Regions from separate parts of the Danio rerio genome. Here region 1 is linked to region 2. Evidence: chromatin contacts called from public Micro-C data. All regions are on one chromosome and are shown on one strand. Each heading gives the region's core, a stretch centred on a gene start, on an enhancer-like site or on the middle of the called end of the contact. The rest is flanking DNA. Distances are from core to core; before and after follow the strand shown. Region 1 holds the start of LOC797620 (V-set domain-containing T-cell activation inhibitor 1). Region 2 overlaps zbtb8os (zinc finger and BTB domain containing 8 opposite strand).

Region 1 (6,066 bases), core at 2,490-4,989, 130 kb after region 2:
AGCTTGAAGGTAAACAAACAGCAGTTTATCACAAGCATTTTATCTATCATTTTTTCCCCACAGTTGGCATTAAGAAGGAAGACAAAAACGTTGTCTGACTAACAACTAGTAGCTAAATGTGTCTGGAAAAATATTCAAAGGCCTTTATTTTTGTAAACAATGTGGATGTGAATGTGTCTGAATTTCCTGATTGGCTAGAGTAGACGTCTCACATCAGCGCATTCTAGATGTGAACGTGCTCTTTCCGGTAATCTTCCTTCGGTGTTTACACAGCGCAGCATTCCGGAAAATTACAAGTAATGTTACAACTTCTCTTTCTGGAAACTTGCCTAACAAATTAACAGTATTTTCAAAAAGGGCCCGTTCACACATAGAGACCTTTCTGGAAAATTGCCAGTAATTTTCCAGAAAGGTCTATAGCCAATAATTTTCCGGAAAGGTCTGTATGTGTGAAAGGGGCAATTATCTAATTTCCACATAGATATCACAATGTGTGCATTGCCAATAGTCACGTCGCAAAGATATGCAATGTTGAGTCTGAATTAGTTGAACAGAATTGTATCTGATTACTGTATTTACACAGAATTATATGAATTATGCAAAAATAAAAATCATAGAATTTGTGTAGTTTCTAGTCCAAATATCCACATTTCAAAGCGAAAACAAAATTTAATCGTCCACTACTGCCAGACAATTTAGCTTGTTTTAAGGAAAAATTTGACTGACAGTGAAAACAAAGCAGTATTTTACTTGCTCTAAGATTTTTGTGATATTTGAATTGGAAATGAGACCAAAAAAGAGAGAAAAGCTTTGTATTTGGATTGTGATAATTCAGTTTCTGTACCTGAATAAATCCTGTAAAACTTTGTTCATAACACAATGTTGATCACAGTAAAATAAAACATAGCAATATCAGATTTTTCCAATATCATAACATCAACTAGTGCCAACAAGTAGCACTTTGTATTTTAATAATGCATTAGTAAATGCTGAATGATGATTAATAAATGCTGTACAAACATCATTCATGTTACTAAATGTAAATACAATAACATGAACTATTAAAACATTATTGTAAAATATCACCCAACATCTGAAACCTGAAATGTTATCAGACCTTTACAGAACATGAAGAAGAGAATTACCAAATATTAACACTTAACTCAAACACATACCAGTAAATACAGTATTATTTCAGAGTATCCCTTTTTCAGCATAGAAGAATGAGAAGAGTAATCCAGTCTCATTTATAAATTCACCTGCTGCCACAAGTGCTATATGTAATAGCTAGCAGGACTGAAGTAAAACACAAAACAAGAACAACTGCTTCAGGTTTCTCATTTAAAAAGTCACCAAAGATTAAAAAAAAAAAAAAAAAAAAAAAAGGTGGAATAGTGAAAAAGCAATATTTTTACTTGCTCTAAGAATTTCTAGATACTTGAACTGGAAATGAGACAAAAAGTAAGAAAAGCTTTGTTTTTGCATTGTGATGATGCCGTTTCTGTACCTGAATCCTGTTAGACTCTCTAGAAAAATATCAAATAGAGCTATTCAAATCATCCTGTGATACTGTGTTCATATCGCAATATCAGATTTTTCCAATATCACAGCATCAACTAATGCCAACAAGCAGCATTTTGTGTTTTAATAATGCATTAGTAAATGCTGAATTATGATTAATAAATGCTCTACAAACAACAGTCATGTTACTAAATGCATTAACATGAACTATTAAAACATTATAGTAAAATCACCCAACGTTTAAAACCTGAAATGTTATCAGACCTTTACAGAACATGAAGAGAATAACCAAATATTAACACTTAACTCGAACACATACCCAGTAAATACAGTATTATTTCAGAGTATCTCTTTCTCAGCATAGATGAATGAGAAGAGTAATCAGGTCTCATTTATAAATCCACCTGCTGCCACACGGGCTACATCTAATAGCTAGGACTGAAGTAAAACACAAAACATGAACAACTGCTTCAGGTTTCTCATTTAAAAGTCACCAGAGATTTAAAAAAGAAAAGGTGGAATAGTGAAAACAAAGCAAAACCCAGTAAATACAGTATTATTTCAGACTGTCTCTTTTTCAGCATAGATGAATGAGAAGAGTAAAGTCAGGTCAGTTTATAATCCACCTGCTGCCACAAGCGCTCTAGCGGAGGCTTAGGACTGAAGTAAAATACAAAACATGAACCACTGCTTAAGGTTTCTCTATTAAAAGTCACCATAAATTTAAAAAAGCATCAAATAAAAGGATTAAACACCAGTAAACAACATCAGCAAATGCTTAACCTTTGCATAGCCTATTTGCGCTGCTCTGTATAGGTTATTTTCCTCCTCAGTTTTACACTAGTAAGCACGCAAACTATGGCAAACTATTTTGACATTTAATCAATAGCCCGTACTAGTATTTATTTTCATGTTACTAGTGTTTATTTTTTAATACTAGTATTACTTTTCCATTAAATACTAGAACTTACTCATTAGATACTAGTGTCTATTTAAGTGGTACTAGTTCTTATTTATTAGATACCAGTACTTATTTTAATAGTGACTAGCAACTACTCTGTTAATGTTTCTAGTAACAAATTTTAAATGTTTCCATTGATTTCTATGGGATCTGTCATTAAGATCTCAACTATTTAGTTTTGACTAGTGTGTATTCCTTCATATTTTTACGTACAAATTTTTTTCGTATATATTTTTATGTACTAGCAGGTAATCATTAGGTACTACTTATTATTTACTAGCATCTAATTTATACATACTAGTACTTTAGTATTAGATACTAGTACTTATTCAGGTACTTCTACTTATTCATTAGATACTAGTATCTATTTAATAGATACTAGTATTTCTTAAATAGATACTGGTACCAATTCATTAGATATTAGTAACTATTAAATAGACACTAGTAGTTTTTTCATTAGCACTAGTATTTATTTATTAAGCAGTAGTATCTTTAATAACTATTACTAGTAACTATTCTTATTTTACTAGTCAGTCCTGCTTTTTTACTTGTCTTATCTTTATTTTACTAGTAAAATTACTCTTTATTTGGACTAGTCATAACATTTTTACTAGTAACATTTCAAACAAGAACTAATATTTAATAAATGTGTACTAGTATATTTTACATAAGTTGTAGTATCTATTTATTAAGTAATAGTATTTGTTTAATAAGTACTAGTATCTAATGAATGAGTACTAGTATCTAATAAAAAGAACCAGTAATGAGTTTAAGGTCTAGTATATTTTTATAAAGCACTAGTATCTAAGGAATAGGCAGTAGCATCTACGAATAAGTTCTAGTATTAAATGGAAAAGATACTAATATCTAAAATAAATAAATAAATAAATCACTAGTAGTAACATGACTATAAATACTAGTACGGGCTAAAGATTAAATGTTATGACGGCTTGCCATACACAGCAAGATCGAGCAACTATTTGGATGTAACTTTGATTTGACTCACTTTAAAGCAAACTTTTGCAACCTAAAAGCGACGTTTTGCGCTCTGGCTTCGAGATCTTGTGCAAAATTACTGTCAAATCCTACAATAGCACATGCAACAGAGTTTAGACAACGGCGGGAAAAGCTCTGCACTAACCTGCACATTGCAGTAATGTCCACAACAGAAGAAAAAACAGCATCGTTTCTGACGGTGAGGATTTGATGAGAAACGTGTTAAACGTCCGATAGGCAGAACAGCTCGACCATAGACTGTAACGTTACACAACTGGAGCGTCACTTAGTGCTATGCTCAGGTAAACTCAGACTGTGTGGTAATCTCTCTTGGTTGAGGGAGTCCATTTGGAAAAAAAAAAACAAAAAACGCAGGCGACCTCCTCCATCCCAAGCAGAAAAACTTGACAAATAAAGCGAATAAAACATCTGCATCTGTTGAAAGAATAAAATATAACAATAAAAAACACATTTAGAGGCGTAGCTGAATGAAATAGCCTACTGTATCTCATTGAAGTTGAATTTATATTCGGACATTCGTCCATTTTTTCAACTGTGACGGCTTGTTTACCGAGCTACTTTGAATATTTGGCTCAGAAATCGCATGCAAGTATGACTTCAAAACAATATTACCACTACTAATTGGCTGTAAACGTTGTTTATAGCTGCTAATATGAATTCAGTATTTAGATTTAGCGAAGAACACTTATTTGGAATGATCTTAAGTATATGTCCGAATATAAAATCAACTTTACCTCAATCTGTATGCCTATAGATTGAACTATAATAAAGATTCAAATGCTAAATTCAGTACGTGGCAGGCTGCCTTTCACTGCACATCTGTTGAAAGCGTGGCGGCAGCAGCTTCCTATGCGTTTCCTTGGCATTCTCATCTAATCTCGGGATTCGGTGTTTTCGGACCAGAGCGTCACCCACGTCACCTAGTTTTTTATATATATATATATATATTTGACTGCGGTACTTGGGGTGGTTACCATTAGATTATAATCTAATGGTAACCACCCCAAGTACCGCAGTCAAATACTATAATAATAATAATAATAATAATAATAATAATAATAATAAATATATATATATATATATATATATATATATATATATATATATATATATATATATATATATATATATATATATATATATGACTGCAGTACTTGGGGTGGTTACCATTAGATTATAATCTAATGGTAACCACCCCAAATACCGCAGTCAAATACTATAATAATAATATAATATATATATATATATATTATATTATATATATATATATATATATATATATATATATATATATATATATATATATATATATATATATATATATATTTGACTGCGGTACTTGGGGTGGTTACCATTAGATTATAAGTACCGCAGTCAAATACTATAATAATATAATATATATATAATATATATATATATATATATATATATATATATATATATATATATATATATATATATATATATATATAAATATATATATATATATATATATATATATATATATATATATATATATATATATATATATATATAAATAAAATATAAAAATATATATAATATATTTCATTGTATATTAAATCATATTTAATTATGTAATAATTTATTTGTTTTGATTTCATACAACGTATGAAAGAAAACAATGTAATATAGTTTATAGGTATAATTGATTCATTCATTTTTTTCTCGGCTTAGTCCCTTTATCAATCTGGGGTCGCCACAGTGGAATGAACCGCCAACTACTCCAGTCAGGGGCGTAGATTTAGGGTGGAGGTGTCCCCACCAATATCCACAAAGTACTGAAATGTCCCCACCAATAATTTAATTCCCTTAAAAACATCGCGCTGTCAGTATAAACTGTATAAACCTAGCCACGCTGAAAGGGTTAAATCACCTTCTCTCCTCAAGTCGCACCGCCCCCAGACACATATGAACATTTTGATTGGCTGTGCCTTTCTCTGCTATCATGTTGAGAGGCTCCTTTCAGATACAAGCAGCGCCAAAACTACTGCGCGGGGGGGATTTCCCAATGTGTGTGAGGTGTCTGACACGCACAAGGATGAAGGTAGTAAAAAAAGGTGGACATGAAGAGCTTTTTTCAACGAAAAGTGTAAGTCACATTTAACTCAAGTTCGCTACTGAATGAGTACATATTTCGAGTGTTTTTCACCGATTTTGCGGTCAGTCTAACCTTATAGCAGATTGATATAGTCTGTGAACAATATTCCCTGTAAACTAACTGCAGAATACATGTAAATGTATATGACCCTGCCAGTTCTCCTAATCTCTTAGAGTAACATCACCAATTTCGGTTAAAACATTTTGTCAGAAAAACTACAGCCTGTGCTTCATCTTTTAATACATGTTTAATTTGTACAAAAAAAATAAAAAATCTTTATGAAACTCTCTCCTTATCAATTAATAAACATTATTTTAACATTAAACTTTTGGGCCTGTAGCCAGGTTTTTGAAAGAAGGGGTTTGTTTTCTGAAAAACTTAACATTTTTTCAATAATTCACCTGATTAATTATTCATTCTGTTTATTTGAGGTATACATATTAAATTT
Region 2 (6,453 bases), core at 2,216-4,715:
ATTTCCAACGGTAACAGTGATGATTTAAATGCCAACTGAAGAAACGGTCAAGTGAATGTATATTATATGTATCAACTTAACAACTAACAAAGGGAATATTGTTACAAAAGTAATTATAAAGTCACAAAGTGCTATTATTTCCCATAGTTGGTTACAATGTATATTTAAAGAGAGATATATGTGTAGGTCGGTTATATGCCTTTGTGTGTGTTATAGAATAATTAAACTGTGAATAGTTTATTCAGGAAGAATCATATAATTACTTTATAGTAATTTATAACAGTAATGTGCAGGGAATTTGTATGTGATTATTTTGTGATATGTGTATATATATAATCTCTGTGAAGATGTTTACGTATGTTGTTCTACAATGTGAAAGTACACTTTTAAGTGCATTCATTTAAAAAAACAATACACAGACGTGAAGCAGCAGCAGCTCCGTGTTTCCTGTGTTTTTATTAACATTATTGTCCCTCATCAGGCGGTGAGGGCGCTGCACATGCACATCAAAATAATATTTGTTTTTTCTTTTAAGTACTGTGTGCATTTAAAGGACAGTTCACACAATACAAATCTTTATCCGTTTTTTTTATTTTGCTGTACACAAAAGAAGATATTTTGAAGAATGTTAAAAACCTGTTGACGTCCATTTACTTGCCAAAACAAATACTAGGGAAGGTAATGGTTACAGGTTTCCCGCTTTCTTCAAAATGTTTTCTTCTGTGAAACAAAGAAACATAAACAGTTAAGGGTGAGTAAATGATGACAGATTTTTTGGTTTTGGGTAACTTTGCCTTTAGTTAACAGTGCAGAGGGAAAGAACAAAAACACCATGTTTATACATTGCAGTTATTTAAATCATGGTTTATTTTCAGCTGCTGTTGAAAGTGTGGAAATAACCAAAATTGAATATTCCAAGGCATTGTGTGACTGAGAAATAGGCGTAATGTGTTTTTAAATGAGTCACAAAAAACACAATTAAATTGCTTAAATATTCTGTTTGTTCTTTTCCCAGCAAGACTGAAATAACTATTTTATCATTCAAGAAAAACAAGTCGCATATAAAACTTTTGTCACTTCATTGTTAAAGCAGATGCACTTCCAGGGCTGCCGCAATAACTTTAAACTGAAATTGAGTCATCTTAAAGAGACAGTACACACCAAAAATTAAAATTAAACAATTTACTCATCTAAAACCTGAAGATTTTTTTGAAGAAAGCTGAAAACCTGTAACCACTGACTTTCCTAATGTTTATTTTTCTACTATGAAAGTCAATGTTTACAGGTTTGCAGTTTTCTATCACAATATCTTCAGGTTTTGGATGAATAAATAACAGAATCTTCATTTTTGGGGTGTACTGTCGATTTAAGAAAACTTAATTTAAGTTTAAAGTTATTGCGGTAGCCCTGAAAGTGTGTCAGCTTGAACTACAAAGTTTAATATGCTACTTTATTACAGAAAAAAGAAACTCTTTAAGGCGTGAAACTATTTAAAGGAGATTAAATAGTGGGTAAATTTTTCTTTTGGGGTGAACTATCCTTTTAAATTCAACTTTGTCTAAGGCTGTAATAAAATACTGCGGTCACACTTTACAATAAGGTTCATTAGTTAATGTTAATTAATGCATTTACTAACATAAACAAACAATGAACAACACATCTACTACTGTATTTGTTCATGTTAGTTAACGTTAGTTGATGAAAATACAGTCGTTCATTGTTAGGTCATGTTAACTCATGGTGCATTAACTAATGTTAGCAAGCATGGACTTGAATGTTAATAATGCATTAGTAAATGTTCAATTATGATTAATAAATGCTGTACAAGTGTTGTTCATGATTAGTTCATGTTAGTAAATGCATTAACTAATGAACCTTATTGTAAAGTGTTACCAATACTGCTCTAAAACTTAGAGGTAGGAATAAGTGGTAGGAAGATGAAATCCGGACATGACAGGAAAGAAATTTAGTGCCTTTTTTATTTTTTTGAAATATTTTATTTGGTTGTTTTCTTGCATGTCAAGGAAAAATCAAACATGGATAACATGTAGAAAATTACTTATAAAAGGAAACTGGCAACTATGATCTTTGGCAACTATAGTTGCCGGTGGCCTTAAATAGGTTATAGTTTAAGCTGACACACTTTCAGGGCTGCCTCAACCACTTTAAACTGAAATTAAGTTATCTTAAAAAGACAGTACACCCCCCCCCCCACCCCCCCACCCCCCAAAAAAAAAGAAAATTAAACAATTTACTCATGTAAAATCTGAAGATATTTTGAATAAAGCTGAAAAGCTGTAACCACTGACTTTCCTAATGTTTGTTTTTCCTACTATGAAAGTCGATGAATACAGGTTTGCAGTTTTCTTTCAAAATATCTTCAGGTTTTGGATCGAGCAAATAGTTGAATTTTCATTTTGGGGTGTACTGTCTCCTTAAGATGTCTCAATTTCAGTTTGCAGCCCTGAAAGTGTGCTGCTTAAACTACAAAGCGACAAAAGTTTAAAGAGACAGTACACTCCAAAAATGAATATTCAATTATTTACTCGTCCTCCACTTGAGTTTCTTACTTCTGTTGAACACAAAGAAAGAAATACTGAAGAATGATTGTATTCTTTGTTCCTATTATGGAAGTCAGACCTCACATTCTTCAAATCATCTTCTTTTGTGTTCAATCGAAGAAAAAACTCTTAAAAGTTTGGAGTAAATGATGAAGAAATATTCAATTTTGAGTGAACTATCCCATTAGTCCCTTGATTATCAGGGGTCGCCACAGCAGAATGAACCGCCAGCTATTTTAGCATATGTTTTACACATGCGGATGTCACAACCCAGTACTGGGAAACACCAATAAACTCACATTCACACACATACACTACGGCCAATTTAGTTTATTCAATTCTTCAAAGCGCATGTCTTTGGACTGTGGACCGGAGGAAACCCACGCCAACACAGAAATGCCAACTGGCCCAGCCGGGTCTCGAACTAGTGAATTTCTTGCTGTGAAGACCACAGAGCCATCATATCGCATACTATCCCATTAACATAATAAAAAAGACCAATAAATAAATTAAACAGAAAACTATAATAGTAAAGCTTATTTCTTTTAAATACAGCAATATATAAAGTGTTAGTAACCAATATTCATCGTTTTTGAATTCTGTCTTACACAACGGCCCTCTTAGGAGTCAAAAGGCTGTTTCATTGACCAAGAAAAGCAGAAAAAGTGAATCATTGTCTTCATGATGCTCTGTGTGGGAACAGGACTGGTTAGACCAGATGGTAACTTTATCTTGTGTTTGTTTCAGGAGATGATATGGAGTCACTTCTTTACCACTTTCTGGATGACTGGCTCTTCAAATTCAGCGCCGATATCTTCTTCATCCCACGGGTATCATACACACAGTACACACATTGAGCTTACATCCTCTTTCCATGTTCTCCAACAAGCACACCCTTTTCCTGTTTTTCAGGAGGTGAAGGTGTTACACATTGACAGAATGCGCTACAAGATCCGCTCAATAGGGTGAGTGCAGACTCTGTGTAGTAATACATGGCTCACATGGGTGCTGAAAATCATAGAAAATGCTGACATTTTATCTTAAAGGACACCTATGATCAAAATCATCATTTGTAAGCTGTTTGGACAGCACTGTGTGTAGGTATAGTGTGTCCACAGTCATACTGGGCTGATATAAACACAACATGTCTCTTTTTTTTAAATTGCCTGATGTTGAAGTAAGATCCAAATCCCCCCCATTTCTCACAGCTGCATCTTAACATGTCTCCGTAGTAACGCGTACAATAATATCAACAAGACAGGACATGCGCAAAGCAACTGGGATTAAAAGATGGGTTTAGCTCTCTGTGATCATCAATCATCATCAAATGTGATCAAGAATGACGTGTACAAGTTTAAAATGTTTTTAAAACAGTGCATGTTTGTAATGAATTACAGCAATTTTACTGTCTTTACTTTAGCACCACCGTCGCTTGTCAGTACAATTATAAAAGAAAACGATTCAATCCCGGTATGTGGAGGTTAAATCAGGTTTATTTTGTACACTAACATAACGGATGTCCATACAGCAGTGCATATCCTGTCACATTTTCCATGCAAAAACAGTGCAAAGGTAAGCACACACGCTGTGTGTGTGTGTGTGTGTGTGTGTGTGTGTGTGTGTGTGTGTGTGTGTGTGTGTGTGTGTGTGTGTGCAGGGGCAGACTGGGACAAAAATTTAGCCCTGGCACTGTATAGCCACATCACCCCACATTCCCACACTGACACAGCCCCACCCATGGGCACACACATCCACTTCTCATATTGGTGTACAGATGGTGAAATAATATAGGCAGTACCATATCATATGCAATAGATATTTAAACATTTAATGTATTTGACTGGAACAAAAACAACCCGTTAATAACAAATTTATACATACAGTAAAAATGAAATAAAAAACAATCTGTGAATCTTGCCCTCTACAGAAAGTCTGAAATTACTATAGAAATGGGCCACATTCTAGGGACATTCCTAGCAAAACAAATAAACATAACATTTGTCATGACCTGTCAGTCAAAAGCATCTCGCTATAGCTACTTAATTTATAATATAGCCAAATAAATTTTATTTTGCTGTATAAGCTGTTTATTTTGACATTCTTTTAACATCTAGGCTCATTGTTGATTATACAGATTTATATTTTAAATACACCCTTTTAAGTAATGAGCTGTTCATCTTCTGTGATTGTGACAATCTTTTTGTAAAAACAGTGATATTTCAGTTGCATCCACTCTCACACTAAAAAAATAGCATAGTAATTTATAGCAATATATAGTGTTGAAAAAAAAGTATTGTTTATAAAAATATCATAAAAAGCCTATTTAAATTCTATAGTTACTATGGCATCACAACAATAAGCATAACCCAATACTGAAAAAACAATTCAAAACACTATAATATTTACTATAAATAAATTATCATGGTAGTTTTTTCTTGAGGTCATTGATCTGTGATAAAAAAATAAAAAAAAATGTCGATCTCTGCCACTGGTGCTGTTTCCAGGTGGCAAAACAGTGAAATTCGGGAAGTGTCCGACTTTTGATGTATTATTATTATTATCATTATCATTTTCATTATCATAGTATTCACATCTTGCAAGAGATAAATGCTGCCTGCATGTAAAAACAATACATTAAAAAAAAAATTATTAAAAAAACTGACCGACCCACATTTGAAACATGGTCCAACCCTTCTGGCATTTGCCAGAATTGCCAGATGGCCAATCTGCCCCTCTGTGTGTGTGTGTGTGTGTGTGTGTGTGTGTGTGTGTGTGTGAACTTTGTAACAACATTGTGTGGTACTCATTGTTGCAGAAAGGCTTGAATTAACTTCACAACAGACACAAAGGACTTATCTTAAATCATGAAAAAGGGGTAAAATATGTGCCCTTTAAATGATTTATCTCATTAATCTTTTATCTTAACTAGTGTCTTTAACCCTCCTGTTGTCTTAATATTCTGTGCACTGTTTGTCCTAAGGGTCATAAATGAGCCGCCTCCACTTAACCTCTAATATAAAGCAGCTACATTTAATTTCAATCCTCAAATCTATTTTGCATGAAGAAACAACCTCATCTTCATCACAAACACTGTGAATATTTGGATATTCCCTCATCTGTGTGTAGTATTTCATCAATGTTTAATCAGAGAGCAACACTAAAGTGAAAGGTTTATTTTCTAATGGTAAAATACCGGCATAAGCCATTCATTCATTTCTCTTCAACTTAGTCCCTTATTTATCAGGGGTCGTCACAGCGGAATGAACCACCAACTATTCCAGCTTATGTTTGATGCAGCTGATGCCCTTCCAGCTGCAACCCAGTACTGGGAAACACCCATACACTTATATTCTCACACACACTCATACATTACGGCCAATTTTGTTAACCCTTTTCACCTATAGCGCATGTCTTTGGACTGTGGGGGAAACAGGAGCACCCAGAGAACATGCATGGAGTTATAAACATGGAGAGAACATGCAAACTCCACACAGAAATGCCAACTGGACCAGCCAGGCTCTAACCACAGTGACCTTCTTGGTGTAAAAATGATTTTATAGGTGACGTGTTGTACGTAGCGAAAGCACCACACTCGGCACATAGCATGAGGACGACCCTATTAAAAGAAGTCACAGCTTTCCTGCTCCCCAAGTGCGCGCACACACACACACATTTCTCGAATTATTGGAGAAGTGTGAGTGCTCTGAATCGGCTCAGACAGGGTTCACTTGGCCGGCCCTGGCCCGGTTGGAGGAGGTGTGTCAGAGCGCGGTTCACTTGGGTTTTGCCGCGGTATGCTTGTAGTGTGAGTGCAAAGTGCGCCTGAGCCCGAAACTGAAGACGAGAAGTGACTTTTAGAGACTGTTTTATATGGATTTATTAATCATTCTTA

What was found. A called contact is a pair of places that touch in the nucleus more often than the background predicts.
Region 1: a Micro-C map of caudal fin shows a contact between it and region 2, with 2.9 times the contacts expected there. The contact joins the promoter of LOC797620 here to the enhancer-like site in region 2. A contact is called at or near these places in 1 of 18 Hi-C or Micro-C datasets (caudal fin) and 1 of 4 datasets of contacts at active chromatin or transcription factors (caudal fin).

Annotation. Positions count from the first base shown.
Region 1 is chr13:48,588,367-48,594,432 of GRCz12tu, forward strand. It overlaps LOC797620 (V-set domain-containing T-cell activation inhibitor 1), which reads right to left and starts at 3,740. Exons shown (of 4, transcript XM_021480896.3): 1 at 3,624-3,740. The coding sequence starts at 3,666. It overlaps LOC141377063 (a long non-coding RNA gene), which reads left to right and starts at 5,498. Exons shown (of 3, transcript XR_012388923.1): 1 at 5,498-5,609.
Region 2 is chr13:48,456,321-48,462,773 of GRCz12tu, forward strand. It overlaps zbtb8os (zinc finger and BTB domain containing 8 opposite strand), which reads left to right. Exons shown (of 7, transcript NM_001017687.1): 4 at 3,309-3,391; 5 at 3,474-3,526. Among named protein-coding and RNA genes, the nearest start is that of zbtb8os, 13 kb to the left of the region's middle. Within about 2 kb of position 3,466, at least 12 of the 62 cell types and tissues checked have an H3K27ac peak or open chromatin away from gene starts, as enhancers often do. A contact at or near this core is called in caudal fin, where this site is marked.